Regions from separate parts of the Anas platyrhynchos genome. Here region 2 is linked to region 1. The links are chromatin contacts, called in public Hi-C maps. All regions are on one chromosome and are shown on one strand. Each heading gives the region's core, a stretch centred on a gene start, on an enhancer-like site or on the middle of the called end of the contact. The rest is flanking DNA. Distances are from core to core; before and after follow the strand shown. Region 1 has its middle 34 kb from the start of GOPC. Region 2 holds the start of DCBLD1 (discoidin, CUB and LCCL domain containing 1).

Evidence for each region. Hi-C and Micro-C count contacts between places; a contact is called where the count stands out from the background.
Region 2: a Hi-C map of F5 follicle shows a contact between it and region 1, with 2.4 times the contacts expected there. The contact joins the promoter of DCBLD1 here to the enhancer-like site in region 1. A contact is called at or near these places in 2 of 8 Hi-C or Micro-C datasets (F1 follicle and F5 follicle).

The regions. Positions count from the first base shown.
Region 1 is chr3:69,441,902-69,446,560 of IASCAAS_PekinDuck_T2T, forward strand. No RefSeq gene overlaps it. Among named protein-coding and RNA genes, the nearest start is that of GOPC, 34 kb to the left of the region's middle. Within about 2 kb of position 3,315, at least 4 of the 8 cell types and tissues checked have an H3K27ac peak or open chromatin away from gene starts, as enhancers often do. A contact at or near this core is called in F1 follicle and F5 follicle, where this site is marked.
Region 2 is chr3:69,494,983-69,499,786 of IASCAAS_PekinDuck_T2T, forward strand. It overlaps DCBLD1 (discoidin, CUB and LCCL domain containing 1), which reads right to left and starts at 1,944. Exons shown (of 16, transcript XM_038177004.2): 1 at 1,603-1,944. The coding sequence starts at 1,822.

The DNA of each region.
Region 1 (4,659 bases), core at 2,065-4,564:
TGACTGGGCTTTTTATAGAAGGATGCTGCTCTGGTAGATGGATGGGGATTTTTGTATAGTTGCTAAACGAGTGTTACTGGAGTTTCCTATTGATTTGATCTTTATTTTTGCCTGTTTTGCTTGACAGGTCAGGTGCTAACTCACAATGGAAGTGAGGTGTCATAAGAAAACTCAGGGAGCTAGCAGAAATTTTTCAAATTCTTTGTGCTCTTAAGGTGATTAATCTAGATCCAGGTAACACATTGCTAACTTTGAAACTGATTTTATTTTAAAATAAAAGGCGCAAACACATAGAATGGACTAATTTAGTTGGAGGGGACCTACAAAGATTAAGTCCCAACTGTCCGACCACTTCAGGGGTAGCCAAAAGTTACAGCATGATATTGAGGGCATTGTCCAAACATGCCTCAAATGCCTCTTGAACGCTGACAGGCATGGAGCATCAAACACCTCTCCAGGAAGCCTGTTCCAGGGTTTGACCACCCTCACAGTAAATAAATTTTCCTTAATGTCCTGTCTGAATCTCTCCTGGCACAGCTTTGTGCCACTTTTGTATTGGCAAGACTGTTTTGTCTTATAGTAACTTAAAGTAGTTGTGTTGAGTGCTCTAATTAAATATGAAAGTGTAGTTTGGGCCACCTCAGTTTTATGCTATTTTCAAAATCAAAACTTGTCTATTACTTGGTAATTCTAATTTGTGACCAGAATCCTACACATTTTTAGTGCCAAGTATTTGCACTTTTATTTAGAACCAGAAGGGGGCAGCAGCTTCCTTCAAATCTTCAGCATTCACGAGACTGGAAGAACGAGATTCTTTTTTTATTAAATAAAAAACTTCGATTTATTTATTTATTTGTTGCTGTTCTTTATACTATTATTAGTAACGTTTACTCTTAAAAGAGCAAACATCCAGTCTAGCTAGCATCCTGTTGCAAGCACTGTTCAGGTGACACAATTTACAGTAAACATTGTTCTCTGTGCAGTATATGTACAAGCAAACTTGAACACAGACACACACACAATTATAATTTCATATAGCTCTGGATTCGTGATTTGTTGAAGACTGCTTAAATATATCCATCTACTACTTTAAAAATGAGTGCTTTTTTAACTTTCAGTGCTTATGTGTGCTTTTTAGTTCTGTGTTTGTGGGTGGATTAAGTATTTCCAAAAGAAGGGGCCAAGAGCATTGTTAAATGACTTACTGGGTCGGTCTGTAGACTCTCCTGCCTGCACTTTGCCTGTGCCTTTCAATCATGGTGTGCAACTGGCCTCATCACATTCCTGGCACCTTTGCTGGGACAGAGGCCGCCCATCACGTCCAACCACGTTGAGATTTGGCACTGAGGAGAAGCGAAAAAAGGGAGAAGAACATTGCATTTTGCTCTTGTTTAGTTTCAGACTGAAGGTTTTAATTTTAATTTTATTTTATTTTAATCAGGAGAAGAGGAAGATCTGTTCACACTGACCCACACGTCATGTTTTCTCTACCACTGTTGGTTTCCAATGACTACCAAATGGTAGAGCAGTTCCCAAACACGTCTGTCAGTAACCAGGTGATCAGTGAACTTCTCAGCCAAATGTTCTTTTGCATAAAATATTTATGTCCTTGATGCTGGTCCTTATATAGTGAAGTGACTGTACTATAATAAGGGGGGATAAAGTGTGACAATCTGTTGGGAAGTTAACTATGAACTATGGACTCTAAAGGGGTATCTTTATGATGCCATATGCTAGACATGTGTAAGATAGTAGAAAAGTTATTGTAGCATTTTTTACCAAAATCATGGGTGGCTTTGTGTTGCAAGTGTCAAAAAAAGATGGGTCCTGTCTTTTGTGACACAGCACTGTATGCACTAAGGCATGTGTGGAAGAGAAAGTAAGAGCTGTCCACAACCTTTTCACATCCATGTATGACTCTCATGTTTCCATGTTACAGGCCTACTTTATCCAGGTCACCAGATTCAAATTTTATAAAACTGTCTGTCAGAGCAGATGGTGTCACTTAAGGATAAATAGCTTAGCCATAGATGTGAAGAAAAGCCGCCTCTTCAAGTAAGGTCTGCTAGCGCATCTCAGGCTTTATCACCTATGTCTTGTCTCCCTGCATGACAGAGAGTTTTTAACAGGTTTGTGATTGGTGTTCTCAAAGATCTTTACATTTTTCGGTGGGCTTGATTAGTTGATACAGCTCTGGACAAATGGTAGCATATCTGTCTGTCTCAGTTTGTCCATCTGTGGAATGGGTTGCCTGGGCCACAAAAGCTTAGATGTGCAATACATTTGGGAAGGCTGAAGTTTCTCGTATGTGCCCAAGGCATCAAATTGTTCAAACCAATGGCTTGGAAGTGGCTAATGTAACTTGCTGTCTTTCTAGCCTGTTGTCCTCTACAGCCTGTTGTTCCATTCTTTTATGGTCAGTGTCACCATCTCTGCTCTCTGTCACTCCTCATGTAGCTCTTTGGGAGACTTCTGATAAGCTCTCCCTGGGTGCGTTAGGCTTCCGCCACTGCTGGATGTTTCTGTATTGTTTGTGTTAAATTGTCGCTAGTATTTCTTTGATGGCTAGAACTTTGGTTTTATTTCTTGTCTACCTACAAGAGAAAAAGTGTATGTTTTACGGTCTGTTATTGTCTGTTAATATCTGATTCAATTGAGAGAATTTTGCAGTCCGAGTAACTTGTTATTTTGCAGATTTTCTCACTCCTTTTACTAGCTCAGACTCACAATAGGAAACGCTTGATATTCAGAGTTATTGCTTATCTTCAGGTGGGCAGATAATGCAGATCTTTAAGGGAGCTTTTCCAGTCAGGTCAGTTAGAAAATTTGTGTCTACCCAAAATTATGGATTCCTGAAGTCAGTCCCGGATAGTGGTCAGGACATGTGAGCCTTAATTACAGCAGCATGTCACCAACGTGGGCTTATATTTTTGGTTATGCTGAAAAATGATGTTGTGCTGTAAATTAATTGTCTCCTTCCTGAATTTCTCTTTCAGATAACTCTGTCTGTATAAAAGTAAGTGAGTTGATAATCTCTTGGATGTTGTGTGGGCTCTTGGTAGAGGCGTTGCTAGTGGCTAAATAAATAATGAATTAACTCAGCCCGAAACAACAGCTTACTGAATAACCTCTGCATACAGTAAGTGGAGAATGTTTTTCAGGACTTTTCAGATCCATAATGTGATGCCAAGCCTAAACATATGGTGAAATTTGAATGAAAATTCTCCAAATTCTCATGTCCAGACTATACAATGAGATAACACAGAAAGGCAGATGTTAGGCGTCCTCCTTATCATTTACAGCACGAGTTTTCCCCAACTAAGGATGTCTCCCCTCTTGTCTTTATCTAGTTTAGAAACACTTTGACCCCTTCTTGTATGCCCTTTGTAGCTGGTAGGACTGCACCAAGGGGCTTCAAAAAAAAAAAAAAATAGCAATCAGGAGTTTCTATTTTGAGTTTCAAAGTTATTGTGTAGTAATGGCACCTTCCCTTTAAATAAGCAGGTTCCTTGAAACTTATTCAGTCTTCAATAATTCATAGACATTGCCACTGCTCCTTTATAATGTTGTTTGTCTTGTTAACCTCACGCAGCTATAGCAGAGTATTTTTTTAGTATACGTGTCAGGTTCAACAGTACTGATGAGGTTCAAGTGAAAAGATAAATTCTACTCATTTACCCCATGCTGTACTATTGCAGAGGGGGTTGGAGGTCAGTACAGGCTTACATCATCACTGACATTGGAAAGAAGCAAGTAGAATGGATTTACTTTTATGGAAAAAAAAAAAGGAATAAAGAAAAAAGGAATGCAGCAACATGACCTTGTCATTCCTGCAGTCCAGACTGATTACAGGCTAAAGGGAGCTGTTTGGACACCCGCTCGCTGACCAAACCTAACCTGGTTTGGAGAGAGGATTAATGGAAGAACACTGATGGATTTTTACAAGGTTGATTTTCAGTGGATACCTGACCCTGCAGGACTTCTATGAGACCTCTGGCTCATTTCTTAGAGGTCACAAACCTCTTGTTCAGAGGTAATTGCTTTTTGTTACTCACCGCCAGTGAAATGAATTTGAGCTGCATGGAGAGAAACTACTGGTTTAGCAAAAACAAACTAACACAAACCAAAAAACAAACAAACAAACAAACAAAAAAAAAAAAACCTGCCTGACTTTGGCAAAAGCCAGGACACAGACCAATAATTACACTTTGTTTAATGTTTATTAACTACCTCAGTGGTGACTTTATATGCACAGTTTTGAAGGTGTTGCCACAGTGCAACGCTACTGTTTTAAGGTCAAGAGGTTTAAGCGTAACTTAGTGCTAATAGTATACTTTGTTATGGCAACTGCACTTCTTTGCTGTGGTTTTTAGATTCTTCAGAGGTACTGGGTGAGTGAGGCCTTGTGCTGGATAGCGGCAGCAGTCGCCACCTGTGTTACACAGACACAAAATGGAGGCTGCCTGGGCGGGTCACAACAGTGGTGGCCTGGGGGCTCCCTTAGCACCTCTCCAGAGGTGTGGGCTCTGTCACTTACTGACATTGGGCACCTGGCTTGCTCTGCACTGCAACTGCAGGTTAGATAGATCATCTGAGCACTGTAAGGCCTCTGCTGCCTTCTCCCGTCTGCTGTATGGCCACAAGTCCATTTTCTGCCCA
Region 2 (4,804 bases), core at 694-3,193, 52 kb after region 1:
CTGGTGCGGCTGCAGAACACTTAGCCCCTAATTGATAGGGCAATATCAATAAACAAACAAGTAGAATAATGCCCCCCTAAGGAGAAAGGGAAGATTTGGGTCAAAATCTCTTCCGCTCTCTAGACACTGGGCAGACTTATAAATGTGAGTTTAGGAATAAGGTTTACCTGGTTGTCTTAGGACTTCTGTTTCTGTGCTGTTGGTTTGATGGCAGAAACATTTCAGACATGAGTAAGAAACAACAAAAGCGCCTTTACCACTCAGTTTTGGAATACAGACAAGGAGTCGGAGTCATGCTTAATTGCTGAAGTGCCACTGCATGCACTAAAACCCCCAGAAATCCCAGCAAACTTACTAACCAACTCTCCAAGTGACTTTGTCCTTGAGGTCATCATGACAAAACATTGGTACGAAAGGAGGCAAAAACACACACCACCACAACAGAACACAGATGGATAGAGAGGAAGTTTTTTTTAACCATCTCTGTTTCCCAGATCATATCAAATTGGAGTCTCAAAAGTGGGAAATACATATTGAGGATAGCACAGCAAAGTTTCAAGAGGAAAAACAAAGCTATTGCATGAAGCTGATAAGTGGAAATGTCACTTGGCTTGTACCAGTTTTTCCCCAGTGGAAGTTTGTATCAGAAATCCCCATAACTAGGAAGTTAGGGAAAAAAATAGGTATAAATCAGCCAAATAAAGTGCTTTGTGGCACTGCCTGGATGCTACGCTAACCCACAGCACCGGGTGTTGGAATTTGCAGCCAGATTTGATACGGGGACTATCAGCTTGCCTGAAATGTGCTGTCAGGCTCATTACTATGCCTAACTTCCAGCACAACTTCGGTGGTAGCTGTCAGTGAACTCCTCTAAGATGGATGCACCGGGCCGGGCAATGCCACAGCCGGCAGCTCGCAGTTGCCCCGCAGCAAAAGCCAGCTGGATTCGCAATTCACACGGGAAGCTCAGCTGCGAGCCATACACAAACATAGGGCAAACAGAGCAGCTCCCGGGCCCTCGTTTCACCAAGCTGCGGGATCCCAGCGAAATCCCCACCAAACTTTGTCTCGGCCGGAGCAGGCGCTGCTCTTCCCGGCGGGGCTGCAGGTGAGCAGCCCGGGCTGCGGGGCGGGGGCTGCCGGTACCGGGAATGGGCTCGGGCCCCTGCAGCAGCCCCATCCCCATCTTCATCTCCATCCCCATCCTCATCCTCATCCCATCCCATCCCCACCGCCGGAGCAGAGCCGGTGCCGAGCCCGGGCGCCCCCGGGGCCGCGGGCGCCGCGCCTCCAACTTGCCGCGGACTTTTCCCCGCTGCCGCGACTTCGGGAAAAGAAGAGCAGAAGGGACCCACGAGGAACACCCCCCGACTAGCGGAGGACGAGGGGAGCGGGAGGACACGCTCTCCCTCAGGCCGGTTACCGCCGTAATCTCGCAGCTCCTCGGAGCGGGGATAAAGGCGGCGGGGATTAACCGGGTCAGCTGCGCGCAGCCCACGGACCCCCCCGGGACCCCCCGGACCCTCTCCCCGGGGCGAGGGCAGCTGCCGGCTCCCAGGAGGGGGGCGACCTCCCCCGGCTGCCCCCTGCCCCCGGACTCACCCAGCTTCTCCGCCCGCAGCCAGAGCGGGGCCGAGGCTCCCAGCAGCAGCGAGAGCAGCAGCGAGGGGGCGGCCCGCGCCCCCCCGGCGGGGCTCATGGCTCCGGCACAACTTCCCCGCTTCCCTCCCGCTCCTTTCTCTTCCTCTCCTCCTCCTCCTCGCCGGGGCGGCCCCGGGGCCGGCCCTCCTGCCCTCCGAGGGGGGCGGCCGCCCCCTCGCATCCCTCTGCCGCAGGTGCCGAGCAGGAGCAGGGGCCGCACGGGTGCCCCCCCCCGAGCCGCGCTGCAGCGCTGCCGCCGCCTGCCCGGGCTGGGGGTGGAGAGAGGAAGCGGGAGAAGGGGCAGCGCCGCCCTTCCCATCGGGCTGCCTCCTCCTCCTCCTCCTCCTCCTCCTCCTCCTTTTCCTTCTCCCGCCAGCCCCGCTGCCCCCTCCCGGGGCTGCCGCTCCGCCCTGCCGCTGCTTTTCGCCGCCTACAAGCTGAACCCCTCCGGACCTGCCCGGCCCCAGGGGGGCGACCTATGGCACAGGTGGGGGCGGCCCCGTGCGCTGCTGAGGCGGCTGCTGGCCCCCAAAAAGAGCCCACTTGCAACCCACCTGGAGTCCTGGAGACAACCGGTGGTTATTAGCTCCTACAGGACTTTAGGGAAGGGCAAGCCTATAACCTTTATCCCAGCTGAGCTCGTGTTTCGCAAATGGTAACATCTGTTTGTTAACTTCCTTACAGGCACTGTTATACATAGTCACCAGGCACGTTTTTTACCCAGTACATTACAATCTTATATACACGAATTTAATACAGATTTTTAGGACTCAAGACTTACCCTTTCCTTACAAAGGAGGGTGTGAAGTCTTGTCTAAAGCATTAGACCTGGCACAAGGCGGTGTTTGATACTGCCGCACTTTAGAGGAATTCTCGCTGGACCTCATCAGCGAGAGCCGGCATCAGGCTGGCTGAACCACGGAGGCTGTGGTGGGTGCCTGGCCTCGAGGAGCTGAAGGCTGAGAGAATTTGGAAAAGGAGTGTGTCCATGTGAATGCAAGGGGCCTGTTCATGGACTCGTCTCGCAGATCATTAGGAAAAGATCCATACAGCTGATGGAGATTATGGATGGAAAGGGGCAAGAAAGTCAAACTCTGCAACAGCTTCAAGTCTGAATTTAAAAATAACACAGAATTGGTAAAGCTGGTAATGCAGAATTGAGCAGCCTGGACTTGTGGGAGGTGTCCCTGCCCATGGTGGGGGGTTGGAAAAAGATGGCCTTTAAGGTCCCTTCCAACCCAAGCCATTCTGTGGTCCTATGACTCTAAAAATATTGTAGTTAAAGAAAATAGCTTCTCCTATACCAAATATTGTTTTAAAATCTACAAACGAGACTCAACAAAATGAAAACACCAGGGAGAGGAAACAAATAGCACACTCTGATACATCCTCTGCAGCATCTACACTTGAATGAGTTGCAGTTATTGAAAAGCAATATAACAGCATCCTAGCATACATTGTTTTGTATCAGTTTTGGTGGGCCATCAAAACCAGTGACTCACACATGGGGTTGTACTGGTAATTACACTGATTTGCATTCCATCGGCTGAGAGCTAGAATATGTTCTTTCATAATAGGGTCAGGTTTTAGTTGCGATTATATTTGTTAAGTGTTATGACAAATATAGGCAAAACAAAACTAAAAAAGCCCACCCTGCAAAGTCAATTTCAAGTCACCTTAGGGATGCAGTGTTGCAATAAACCACGTCTGGTGATCTTGTGCAATTTAATAAGCAAAAACCTCTGTCATGGTGCTTGCAGGTAATATTGCTGGTGCTGAGCTCTCAGCAGATCCTGGCAGTTGGTGCAGGCAGGTAAGCAGCCTTAGAAGGCCAAAGAAGCTTTTGTCTGTCACCCACCTTTAAGGGTTTCAGAGGGAGAAGGAAGGTGAGTTGGCAGATGTTGGGAAAGGAAGCTTTCTCCTTCTCCTGGGCACCGGAGGCTTGACAATACCCTCTGGGATGGATAGCTAGAGAATAATTTGCTTCATGGTTATTTTTATTCCAGCAATTTGTAGAGGAACAATAAGTCACGCCCTGGAGACTAGGGCTGTAAAATACCTGGGAGCGGTATTTGTTTTCCTTTCATGACTGCTGAAGGAGTTTGCTGTGCAGGAGAGCACTTGCAGGAGGAAGGGCAGGCAGCCCGTCTCCTCAGTCTTCCCACGGCCCTGGGTTCCAGCCACGTGTTTCCTCTTGCAAATGTGCTCAGTGCTCAGGTGGAAACTCCACACCTCTTCCAGAAGGTGTTGGAAGCGCAGGTTTCCTATCGACTTCAGCACGGTAATGAATAACGTAATCAGTGCTGAAACTTCTGTATTATTTATTTTGCTATTAAATTCACATTACTTTATCATGCCCTCTCTCTGTCAGTTTTCAATATGCTGTAGGCAAGGAACTTACTGTCAGCTCCCAAGATTAAATAATCATTAAGATGAATGAAGTAGTAGATAGCTCTCAAAGCTATTATTCAGGGACTTGTGTAACCCCCATCACATTGCTACATCAGTTTATGCATACTTTTTCAAACTTCCCTTTGTGAGAAGGAGAATTAAGACCAGCTTTTACATAAATGCAGTTTTAAAGGCAAGGACTTTGAGTCAAGGCAAAAGATTTATTCAGAAAGAAAGCATACATGGAGCCTAGCTAACACCTTGTGAGGATGCCTCTCAGTGGGTGCTTCACAATATGAAAACTCCCCGGCGGATCACTTCTTGAGAGCTTAGTGCAGCTGATGTTGTTCACTAACACTGACTTAACTTCAGAGAGACAGGATTCACACAGTGATGTGGGCAAGCTGTGCTTTTTTTTTTTTTTTTTTTTCAGTATGAGGACACTCTTTTCCTTTACAGTTAGTTTTTCCAAGGATATTAGGAGCATTTTGCGTGTTTACTTAGTGGTAATTAACTGAGTCACCTACAACTGGATAGTGTATCTCATCTACTATTCCTTATATGTATACCTTTACTGTGCAGACACCTACCAATGAGTAATCCAGTCCCAGGATGAAGAGCAAGACAGGACTTCAGGATGAAATCAGCTCAATATACTTTAGAGTGTGGTGGACCAGCATGCTGGGGACATACCCAAGTTAAAATCTTAGACTTCTATGGTATCTATGGCTTCATGGGTTTATCTGCTTATCTATACTTGGTACATACTTGT